Regions from separate parts of the Zea mays genome. Here region 2 is linked to region 1. Evidence: chromatin contacts called from public Hi-C data. All regions are on one chromosome and are shown on one strand. Each heading gives the region's core, a stretch centred on a gene start, on an enhancer-like site or on the middle of the called end of the contact. The rest is flanking DNA. Distances are from core to core; before and after follow the strand shown. Region 1 holds the start of LOC103647482. Region 2 holds the start of LOC100277018.

Region 1 (5,208 bases), core at 38-2,537:
GGCACCGCCACCGCGTAGATGCCAAAAACTTGCGATGGGTGTTGCGGTGACATTGCTGCGGACACGGACAGGCGATCGCGACGCAGCTTCGCTGCAGGCGTGCGGCGAGCGCCGGCGAAATGATGACGGCGCCCCTGCCGACGGCCGTCGCTTCGGTGGTTTGATTGATGAGGTGACCGCGCGTCGGGTGAGCTAGCAATAGCACCTCCTTCACACGCCAAGGCGGCGTCACCGGTCATCCACGCGCCCGCGGGTGCCCTGTGTTTTGGTACGATGCACAGTGGTTTTGGAGAAGCCGCGAGCAACTTGCAGCAGCGAAGTTTTCCAGATCAGTTGATTGACGACAGTTCACGTACACATGCCCGTACGCCGAGTACACGCACGAAGGAGGCCGGATGGTGCGGTGCAGTAGCGGACGGACCTACTCCAGCTCCAGCTCCAGCTCCAGGAGGAGCCATGAAAGTATGCACGGTTTCCAGGGGACCAAAATCATGGCCACCAGTTGGGTTTCGGTCTCTCTGACAGCATTATTGGGTTCTATGATTAGGAGATCAGCATACCCCCCCGCCCGCACTTCGCTTTCCTGGGGCATCTGATCCGAGTGCTCCCAAGCAAGTCACGGTCACCATCTCTGGCAAGGGATGCATTATCCATTGCGCATGTGTACTTGTGCTTCCCGGGGTTATGAACACAGGTGTCCTTGGCCCAGGCACCGAATAAAAATAATGCACCCAAAAAAAAACATTTTGAATCGACCGATTGATGCTACTCCATTTCTGTTTTTTATAATGAAGAAACGTTACAGTACAAGAATACGAGGACACCAAATTAATCTTGCGTTTTCACAAGCGGAGACGCACAACACCACTAGTTGGTCCAGTACTCCAGTTCGCACACCATTGTCCGCACCGCAGTCGCTTTCTCGCCCCACGCTCAGCTCAGATCTCCACGGGGCCCACGGCCATAGACCCCACCCTTGTCCTTGTGACCTTGTCTCACGCTACTACCTCTGCCTCAAAATAGAACCATGATATATTTTTTAGTTGTAAAACATCATATTTCATTATTGTCCTATTTACAGTTTTCATAAAAAATGCTATTTATTATTTTTTATTGGGGTTTTTTTAATTAAAGGTACTTTAACGATATTTATTTTATTGTTTTCTAAAAAAATAAATAAGATAAATGATTTGTTAAATCTATATAAAAGTAAAAAAACGGCAACCATCTACGGGAGACGACCACCGCATCCCTCTATATAAACCCACCCCTCCGCCCGTCTCTCGGTCAGTCTCAGGCGTTTCGTTCCTCGGCATCTCAAGCGCAGCAGCGATGGTGGACATCGACCACCGGATGGCCGGGCTGGCCCCGTCGGTGGCGCACACCGCGGCGCTGCGCCGCCTCTCGACGCGCGCCGCCGCGGGGCCGTCATCGGCGTCCGCGTCGCCGCGCCACGGCCTCCACTCCTTCCACGCCGTGGCTGCAGGCGTGCTCTCCCACCTCCGCGAGTCCGGGGTGGCCGTCCTCCCGGGCCTCTCGGACGCGGAGCTGGTCCGCGCGGAGGCCGAGTTCGGGTTCACGTTCCCGCCCGACCTCCGCGCGGTGCTCGCCCTGGGCGTGCCGTCGGGGCCCGGGTTCCCGGACTGGCGCGGCCGGGCCGGCCTCCGCGCCGCGTTCGACCTCCCCGCGGCGGCGGCGTCGCTCCAGGTCGCGAGGGGCGCGCTGTGGCCGCGGTGCTGGGGCCGGCGGCCGGCCGACCCGGGCCGCGCGCTGCGGCTCGCGCGCTCCGCCGTACGCCGCGCGCCGCCGCTCGTGCCGCTCTTCGACCGCTGCTACCTGCCCTGCCGCCCCTGCCTCGCGGGGAACCCGGTGTTCTTCGTCGCCGACGACCGCGTCCTCTGCTGCGGCCTCGACCTGCTCTACTTCTTCACGCGCGACTCCTCCTTCCAGCCGGCGGACCGCGCCGTCGTCTCCTCCTCGTCCCCGCTCTCCGCCGGCGCGAGCAGGCCGTCGTGCACGCGCCGGAGCCTCGACGCCGTCCAGGCCCCGCGCTGGATCGAGTTCTGGAGCGACGCCGCGTCGGACCGCCGCCGCCGCGACTCCTCGTCCTCCGAAGCATCCACCGCCTCCTCGTCCTCCTCCTCGTCGTCGTCCTCAGGATGCCCATCGCCACCCCGGCGGCCAACCCCGCGGTGGGTCGACAGCTACCTCGACGAGCTGGGGTCAATGCTGAAGAAAGGGGGCTGGAGGGACCGAGAAGTGGACGAGATGGTCGAGGTCACCGCCTCCGGGTTCTTGGACGACGGCGAGGAGGCCCCAACACCCGACTCCGAGGCTATCCTCGACGCGCTGGTCCTCAAGACCGACCGGTGCTCGGACTCGCTCCGGCGCGCCGGGTGGACCGCCGAGGACGTGTCGGACGCGCTGGGGCTCGACTTCCGGCGCGGCGAGGAGCGCTCCCGGTCGGCCGTGCGGATCCCGCCGGAGATCGCCGCCAAGGTCCAACGCCTCGCGCAAGCGCTGGCGCGCCCGTGACGTGACGTCGATCGATCTCCCCCGTTCCCGCCGCCGGAGGCTTCCCATTCTTTGTTTATCTCCAGTCCGAATCGAACTGCACTAGTATAAAAGTGAGAAAGTAAACTAGGCCATGTTCGCGCGAGTGAATTATGCCGTGCTCATGTGCGCGAAGCACCGTGCGTTGTAAGGATACAGGATCCCAGAAGAGAAATGAGAGCTAAATTAGCCGAGAAGACACATTTGCAGTTAAAAACGCTCCATACTCTGCAACGGACTGGTGAATCTTTTAAATGTTTATTTTGAGTGTGTACCGTTATTGGATACCCCCCGTTCGTTAGTACGTCCAAGCTTGAACAACCACGGTGGGTCGGTGTTCCTACTACTGGCTATAGTACTGTTTATTATATATATATATATATATATATATATATATATATATATATATATATATATATATATATATATATATATATATATATATATATATATATATATATATATATATATATATATATATATATATATCCAAAAACAGATCATGCGAACCTTCCTCTTCAATAGTCCTCCAATCCGAGCATCCGACGATAAAAACTAGCATGGCTCGCTCTCGGTCGCTCCATGGATCAGCAGACAATGCAAGGCCCATGATCTAGTTGCATTCACGCTTTGCACAGGCTGGCTGGGGGGCAACATGCATGCGCATGTTTTGCTTGGGTTCCCGGCATGAGGAGCATACGTGCAGTTGCGGCCAGCCTCTCCCAGTCGCGACATCCTCTGCTCTTCCTTGTAGCTTTTCCTCCCCTGCGAACTACTCCATATGTTTTCGTGGTACCAATCAACAAAGCTACGCCGATTAACAAACTCCTAACCACAATCGCCTTTTCGTATCTGAAAGGAAACGAACACCGTGCTCTGGTCTCGTGGAAGCAGTTATTAGCCCATGCATGCACGGACCGGCGGGAGCACTCCGTGTCCATGCCTCCTTTCCGTGCGCCACGGTGTACCCGCCCTGAAAGAAAGGCTTTGTCCCTTGCTTTCGCCGCGCTGGCATGTCTCCGCCGCAGTTGCGCGCGGCCAGGCGCGTACTACTTCCTACGTGACTGTGGACAACGCTAGCTGGCGCCCTCTCGCTTTGCTTGTGAGTTGTGACGACCTGTGAGCCGTGACCCAGGCACCCCAGCGGTGGCGCGGCAGCCATTAATGAACCGGCGCTGCTACCGCTGGGAAGGTGAAGCCCACGGCGTCGCCTTGCGGTTGGCGCCTGCCCACTCCCGTGTGTCCGACATGCGCGTAGATACGGTCATGGACATGGACAGTGCCCATGCGCAGTTCTGAAAAAACTGTTGGAATAAGTGTAAACGAGACACAGAGAGTAGAAAGGAAAAAGACAGTTATCTTTATTGCAGGGAAGACAGTGCTTATATATACAGGCGAACTAGTGCCTTCCCAAGGGGTGCGTCCCTTGGGGAGAAACTGTCGCACCCCATGGAGGGGATTGAACACACATATTGTAACACTCCCCCTTGATCAATCCAAGTCCATTTGATCATCTGCAAGCTGTCTTCCAATATATTATCTCCTCAAAAACCCTGTGGGAAAAATAAGGAGTACACAATATCTTTTGGATTATGAGTAAAACTCATATTGAACTCCAAAAGAAAATATGCTTGTAATCATCTTGTATAAAAACCCCCGTGGGAAAAATCAATGATGAAGCATATAGCTTAGTTGATATTACCTCATTAAAAACTTTGGATGAGAAAACCTTAACAAGGCAAAACTCATACAAAGAAAAGAGTGTAATATGATGGTAAAACAGGTTGAATATCACGGAGAAGTACTCCCCCTGATCTTGCAAACACTTAAGTCTTCTCATACCAATCACCTCAACACATTTCTGAAAACGTTGAGTATGGTAGAGATTTTGTGAATAGATCAGTAAGATTATCACAAGACTTTGTTTGCAAGATGTTAATATTTTCATTTTCCTGTTTCCATCTGAACAACACAAGCTCAATTATCCTTATGGATAATGGTCAGTGATTCAATCGAATCATGGTACGTTGTTCTCCAATGGACCTCTAGCCCAAAGAACAATAATATGTCTGTAGCCATCATCTCAAAAGCCCCAGTGGGGAAAATAAATGATGAGACATATAACTCAGGCTAATATTTCTCCAAGATAATCTTGCCAGAAAATCTGAGAAATCAACATATCAGCTGAGTCTCCTTAAAAACCCAACGGGAAAAATAAGGAGAGTAGTCATACTCTATTGTTGATCCATTTGAACTCTAGGGATATAAACTCATATCCTAGTTCAAATACAACAATAACTATGTCATAATGTATCATCCTTGAAAACCTCTACGGGAAAAATAGATGATACGACATAGACCTTGTGTTGATGTTGTCTCGTTAAAAACTTTGAATGAGAAACCCAAGCAGGGAAAAACTCATGCGAAGAAAAGAGTACAACATGATGTATAAACAAGTTCTTTCGATCAAGAGGGAAACCCCCCTGATCTTTACAAAACACTAAGTCATCCCATACCTGCTCTCAAACACATCTAAAATGTGGAGTAAGTAGAGACTTAGTTCGTAACTTGTTTTTCATCTAAACAACACAAAGTAATATTATCTTCATAGATAATAAGGTCACTGATATAAAATCATGACCACCACATACCCTC
Region 2 (4,898 bases), core at 366-2,865, 260 kb before region 1:
CACATCACCAGCCAGGGATGTTGTCTGCACCGCTAGGGCCACCACGTGCCTCACCCGCTAGGGCCACCACGCCAGGAGTGGCAGCACCCACATTCCCCAGCTCACAACAAGCCCTCTTAATCACATTAAGAAAATTAGGTTTGAGCAAGAGTAATTAGGTATTGCTGATGGCTGATGATTGGTGCAGCAAAAACGCACAAGCCACAAGGTATGCAAAACTAATTTAGGTTGTATACTTCTAGAGTGTTGGATTATTAAATGATTTTTTTGTCTAAAACTGATTACTTTATTTCAATTGTAGGTTTTTTTGTGCAATTCATAATTCAGATTCTTATGTATCAACATGTCACATTTAGCTGTTTAAAAATTTTGAACAGTGGACCACCCTAGCTATAAATCCTGGCTACGCCCCTGAACAGCTCTACTGCATGACAAAGTATATTATCTGTCGAAGTCCAACTAGTAGTTCATCCAGTGGCGGAGGACAAAAGAAAATTAAGGTATGGCTAGCTAGTAGGGAAAAAAAGAAAAAATGTTGTGCACATGGAAATCAAACAAGCAAATTGATGTCTCATACGCTAAGGATTAACCACTGCACCACATGCATCCTAATGTTTATAAAGGAAGGTATGAAGATTTTAAAAATTTAGGCATGGCTGATGCCATAATCAGCCATAAAGGCTACTCCGCAGCTGAGTTCATCACAATGACACCACATCTTCACAAAGCTCAAGTCTTGATTTTAGTTCCACCTACTGTGCGAAAGCATGATAAATTTACCAGTAAGAAGTTCTGGGTACCTTTGTCCTCGTTCTCTCTAGATGTTTTACTCTTTAAAACATCGATATTGTAGCATAGCATGTAAGGAAAACAAGTTGGAGAAATATCATCTTACCAATCCCGGCGCATGGCACACACTTGCAAATGGTCTCCTTGCCCTTCTTCCTGAAGTAGCTGACCAGTCCCGTCCCCTGGCAGCTCCGGCACTTGCCTGTCCACTCGTATGAGACCGTCTTGCATTCCTACAGCCCAAATTCACACATACCAAACTAATTACCTCGCCCAAACCCGAGCCGCCAAAAAATAACACAGAAATTGAAGACATGCCGAACTCACATCGATCTCGACGTCGCAGCTGAGCCGGCGGTCCAGCTCCTCCCGCGACATGGGCTCCGTCTCTGGCACGGTCAATGGGATGGGGAGCGGCTCCACATCGTCCACCAGGTAGCTCTCCTTGTCCCCCGACCAGCGCTCCCACCATCTCCTCCTCTTAGCCTTCTTATCTTTTTCCTCCTCGGCGCCCTCCTTGGCCTTGACGCGAACGCCAGGATCACGCGCGGTGACGCGGCCGCCGGAGATGGACGGGTCCGAGTCCGGAGTACGGCGAGGGCGGAACCAGTCCGGCGCCGATGCGGCGCCGGTGGTGTTGGCGGCGGCCGGGGAGTGGGGGAACCGGGGGCGGCGGTGGAGAGGAAGGGAGGGGTTCGGGCGGGAGGACAGGAGCGGGGAGGGGTTCGGAGGAGTCGTCATAGAGAAGCCGAGGAGGTTAGGACGTGGGAGGCGGCGGTCATCGCCGGCGAAGAGGCGGGAGTGGGAAATGCATCGACGGCAAAGTGGGCGATGAGCGCGAGGAACGATGAGATAATTGAGGAGGTGGACAAGACACGAGGTAGATATCTTCATATCTTGGGTCAGTACGGGCCTATTGGGACAACAGGCTGGGGATGCTGCTGACGGATCATGGGCTGCGGAGTAATTCCGGGCTGGATTGCATGGCCTGCGAAGCATTTCTGAATTGAGAAAGATTTTTTGTATAAGAAACTATAACCGAATAGTTTAAGCTTTTGATCCATATAAGCTTTTAAGCTTTTGTTCAGTATTCCTATCTCATATAGATTAAATAAGATTAGAAAAAATTATAAAAGATTTTGACTTGTTTAGGATTGAAACTCATTCAATCCCACTCTATCCATTTGGATTGAAAAACAAAACATACAAGCCCTGAACAAGTGAGCAACCACTCAAAGATTGACCTTTTGTTCATAAAGATGTTGTTCGGATGGGTTGTACACGCATTGCTCTTATGAAAATTCGTCTAAAGCAATAAGCCTTCTCGTTTTCTCGTTCAATAAAATATAGTCCTCGTTTTTTTTCTATGACAAAAATGCATCTTTACAGGGGAAGAGATAAGTATACATTCCGAAGTACAACAAAAAATCGTGATTCAAAAAAGGGAAGGAAAATGGTCCGAAGCACCCGAAATTGGGTAAGGAACAGCAGTCAGATATTTTTGCCTTCCTGTAATGCACTTGTTAGCTAAGGTTGTTCCCAGGTGTGTACCTGTCAGCGCACAGCAAATTATCCGTCATCCACTGCAAGGATGGATGCTACGAAAACCACAAGCGCTATGCGTAGTCACTTACTGGAACCTAAACCTTGGGTCCACCGCCGCTCTGTTCCTGATGCTGCTTGGAATTGTTCCTTGTAGGCTGTTGTTCTGCACGGACCTGCAAAAAAAAATTAGGCCGAGTGGTCAGTAGGCTAACAACCCCAGGATGCATTATAACTGAGAAATAGAGCAACTGTTTGTCCTACGTATAGTATAGTAGAGTGGATTAAGAAAAATATTAGATGCACTTACAGTTCCTCAAGTCTTGTAAGGTTTCCGAGCGATTCAGGGAGCGGGCCTGTCAGTCCGTTGTCCTCCAGGTGCCTTCAAATTTCCAATCAGGAATGGATGCAACGTATTATCCAGATATATTTAGCTGCTGGTGATTATGTTACCCATCGTTATATATATTATACTTACAAAGAGACTACATGCAGGAGGTGGTTCAGATCTGGAATCGGGCCGGTCAAATTGTTCCCGACAAGCCAACTGCAACAGCGGTTATCGCTTCAATTTCAGCAATCCATTTTGTTTTCTAACTTTTAGCATGCAAATCTACACATCCCTTTGTTGCAGAAGCTTACATGCTGGAAATTGCAGTCAGATTGGCAATGTTGTTAGATATCGATCCTCCAACTCTGAAATTTGTGAGGTTGCTGCAATGACCAATCTGACCATTATTCATTTTTTTTAAAAAAAAGGAATGTACTACAAGAGAGCAATCAGATGTCATATGAATATATGATGATTGGTACTACAAACTTACAGCCCAGTTACTCTTGCCAGTGGATCTTGGTTGCAGGTGACACCAGTCCACGAGTTCCCCTGGGGCAAGCATGGATCACCTCTCCAGTCCGACGGCGGGTTCGTGAATCCTCTGGCCAGCTCCTGCATGCCGATTACTGCAAGGCAACGAGATGGCCGGTGATTTGAGCAAACAGTGCATCCATCCGACACCGACAAGTGCGCCGATCAGGAGAGAAGGTTACCGTCTCTGGGATGCGTCCTCCCACCGAGCGGGACGACCATCATGAGCTCCGCCGCGTTGATCAGCGGCCCGACGGGGGACTCCAGCGCCGGCGTCAGCGTGATCCTTGTCTGCCCGGATAGCGGCCAGTCGACGCCGTACACCATGCACCCCGCCGTGGAGACGTTGAGGCCGGCGAAGAAGGGCTGGCCGTTGACCGCGACGTCGAACACCCTCCAGCTGAGCGCGCTCGGCCCCCGGTTGTCCTGGAAGTAGAGCGCCAGGTAGTAGCTCGCGGCCGGCAGCGGCGCCGGCGGCCACTGGAGCTCCAGGCTCTTGTCTCTGCTCGCCGTCAGGCCTCGCCGGAACACGGCCTCCGGAGGCTTGTTCCAGAACGCCTCCGTCGCCACGCTCGCCTGGCTCTCCACCACCGGGATGCCCCCGTCGCTGTACGGCTCCCAGTATCGGTTGAACCGATCGTCTGGATAGCTGGATCGCACACATTTCGCACGCACCATCGACATGGTCAGTCAGTTGGCCGTAATCTTCGTTCGTTCTAGGCGAGGCGAGACACCCGCCCGCCCGCCCGCCGGCCGGTTGTTTTAGCTTAATTACCCGATGATGGAGCCGTTGTGGCCGAAGCTGTGGCGCGCGACGGTGCTCAGCGCGTAGGCGGTGAAGTTGACGGCGCTGTACACGGACTCCTCGAGCGGCACCACCTCGAGCGCGGAGATGAAGGGGCTCCGGCCGGGCGCGGTGGCGGCGCTCCTGGCGAGGCAGACGCTGAGCTCCTTCCCCGCGGCCTCCACCACGGCCTCGTAGTACGTGGCGAGCCCGCGGGCGTAGCCCCCCGCCGTGTCCACCGCGCTCCACCGCGTGCCGTCGATGATCTGGTCGAACACCGGCGGCGCCCCGCCGCCGTCGAACCCGCCGTAGTAGTACGTCGTGCGGACCAGGTACCTGGCGTGCATCGCCGCCGGGACCGCGTAGCAGTACTTGGCGGCGGACGACGCGTCCGGCGGGAAGTACCTGAGCGAGGAGAGCATCGGCATGACGCCCGGGGAGTCCAGCTCCGCCACCTTGCCGGCGTGGATGAACGCCCCGTCGGCGACCCATGTCACGTTCCCCGCGACCTTGTCCGACGTCGCGCCGCAGCTTATCTGGTACCCTGCGCGCGAGCCGAGCGAGCCAACTCGGTCAGGGACCTACGCAGCAGGAGGGAACGAGAGAATAGCAGTGGCGGAAGTGATGATGGAAGGTTCACCGGGCAGGGCATCGGCGACGCCGACGAGCAAGACGAGGGCGCCGGCGAGGACGGAGAAGGGGATCATTGGTGCGGTGGCGATGGTTTCGATCCTCCAATAATGCAATGCCAGACACCACCCCACGACAAAAGACGTGGATTTGGACCGAGCGGATTGAATGGGGGACTATTACTATGGGAGGTGCAACGGCGACGAAATGGAAGCGAAGCGAAGCGAAGACTCGGACGGACAGCTGCTGTTGCCGGCGGCTCGCGACTTTTGTTTTGTTTTGGCAGTT

Evidence for each region. A called contact is a pair of places that touch in the nucleus more often than the background predicts.
Region 2: a Hi-C map of endosperm shows a contact between it and region 1, with 3 times the contacts expected there. The contact joins the promoter of LOC100277018 here to the promoter of LOC103647482 in region 1. A contact is called at or near these places in 5 of 25 Hi-C or Micro-C datasets (ear, endosperm, leaf and 1 more).

The regions. Positions count from the first base shown.
Region 1 is chr2:191,301,559-191,306,766 of Zm-B73-REFERENCE-NAM-5.0, reverse strand. It overlaps LOC103647482, which reads left to right and starts at 1,287. Exons shown (of 1, transcript XM_008672012.3): 1 at 1,287-2,777. The coding sequence starts at 1,333. The coding sequence ends at 2,535.
Region 2 is chr2:191,557,905-191,562,802 of Zm-B73-REFERENCE-NAM-5.0, reverse strand. LOC100277018 reads right to left here and starts at 1,615. Exons shown (of 3, transcript NM_001150691.2): 1 at 1,117-1,615; 2 at 896-1,022. The coding sequence starts at 1,530. It overlaps LOC103647487, which reads right to left. Exons shown (of 9, transcript XM_035965418.1): 1 at 4,621-4,898; 2 at 3,972-4,516; 3 at 3,379-3,845; 4 at 3,156-3,291; 5 at 2,974-3,045; 6 at 2,810-2,878; 7 at 2,642-2,713; 8 at 2,424-2,507; 9 at 2,016-2,340. The coding sequence starts at 4,632. The coding sequence ends at 2,313.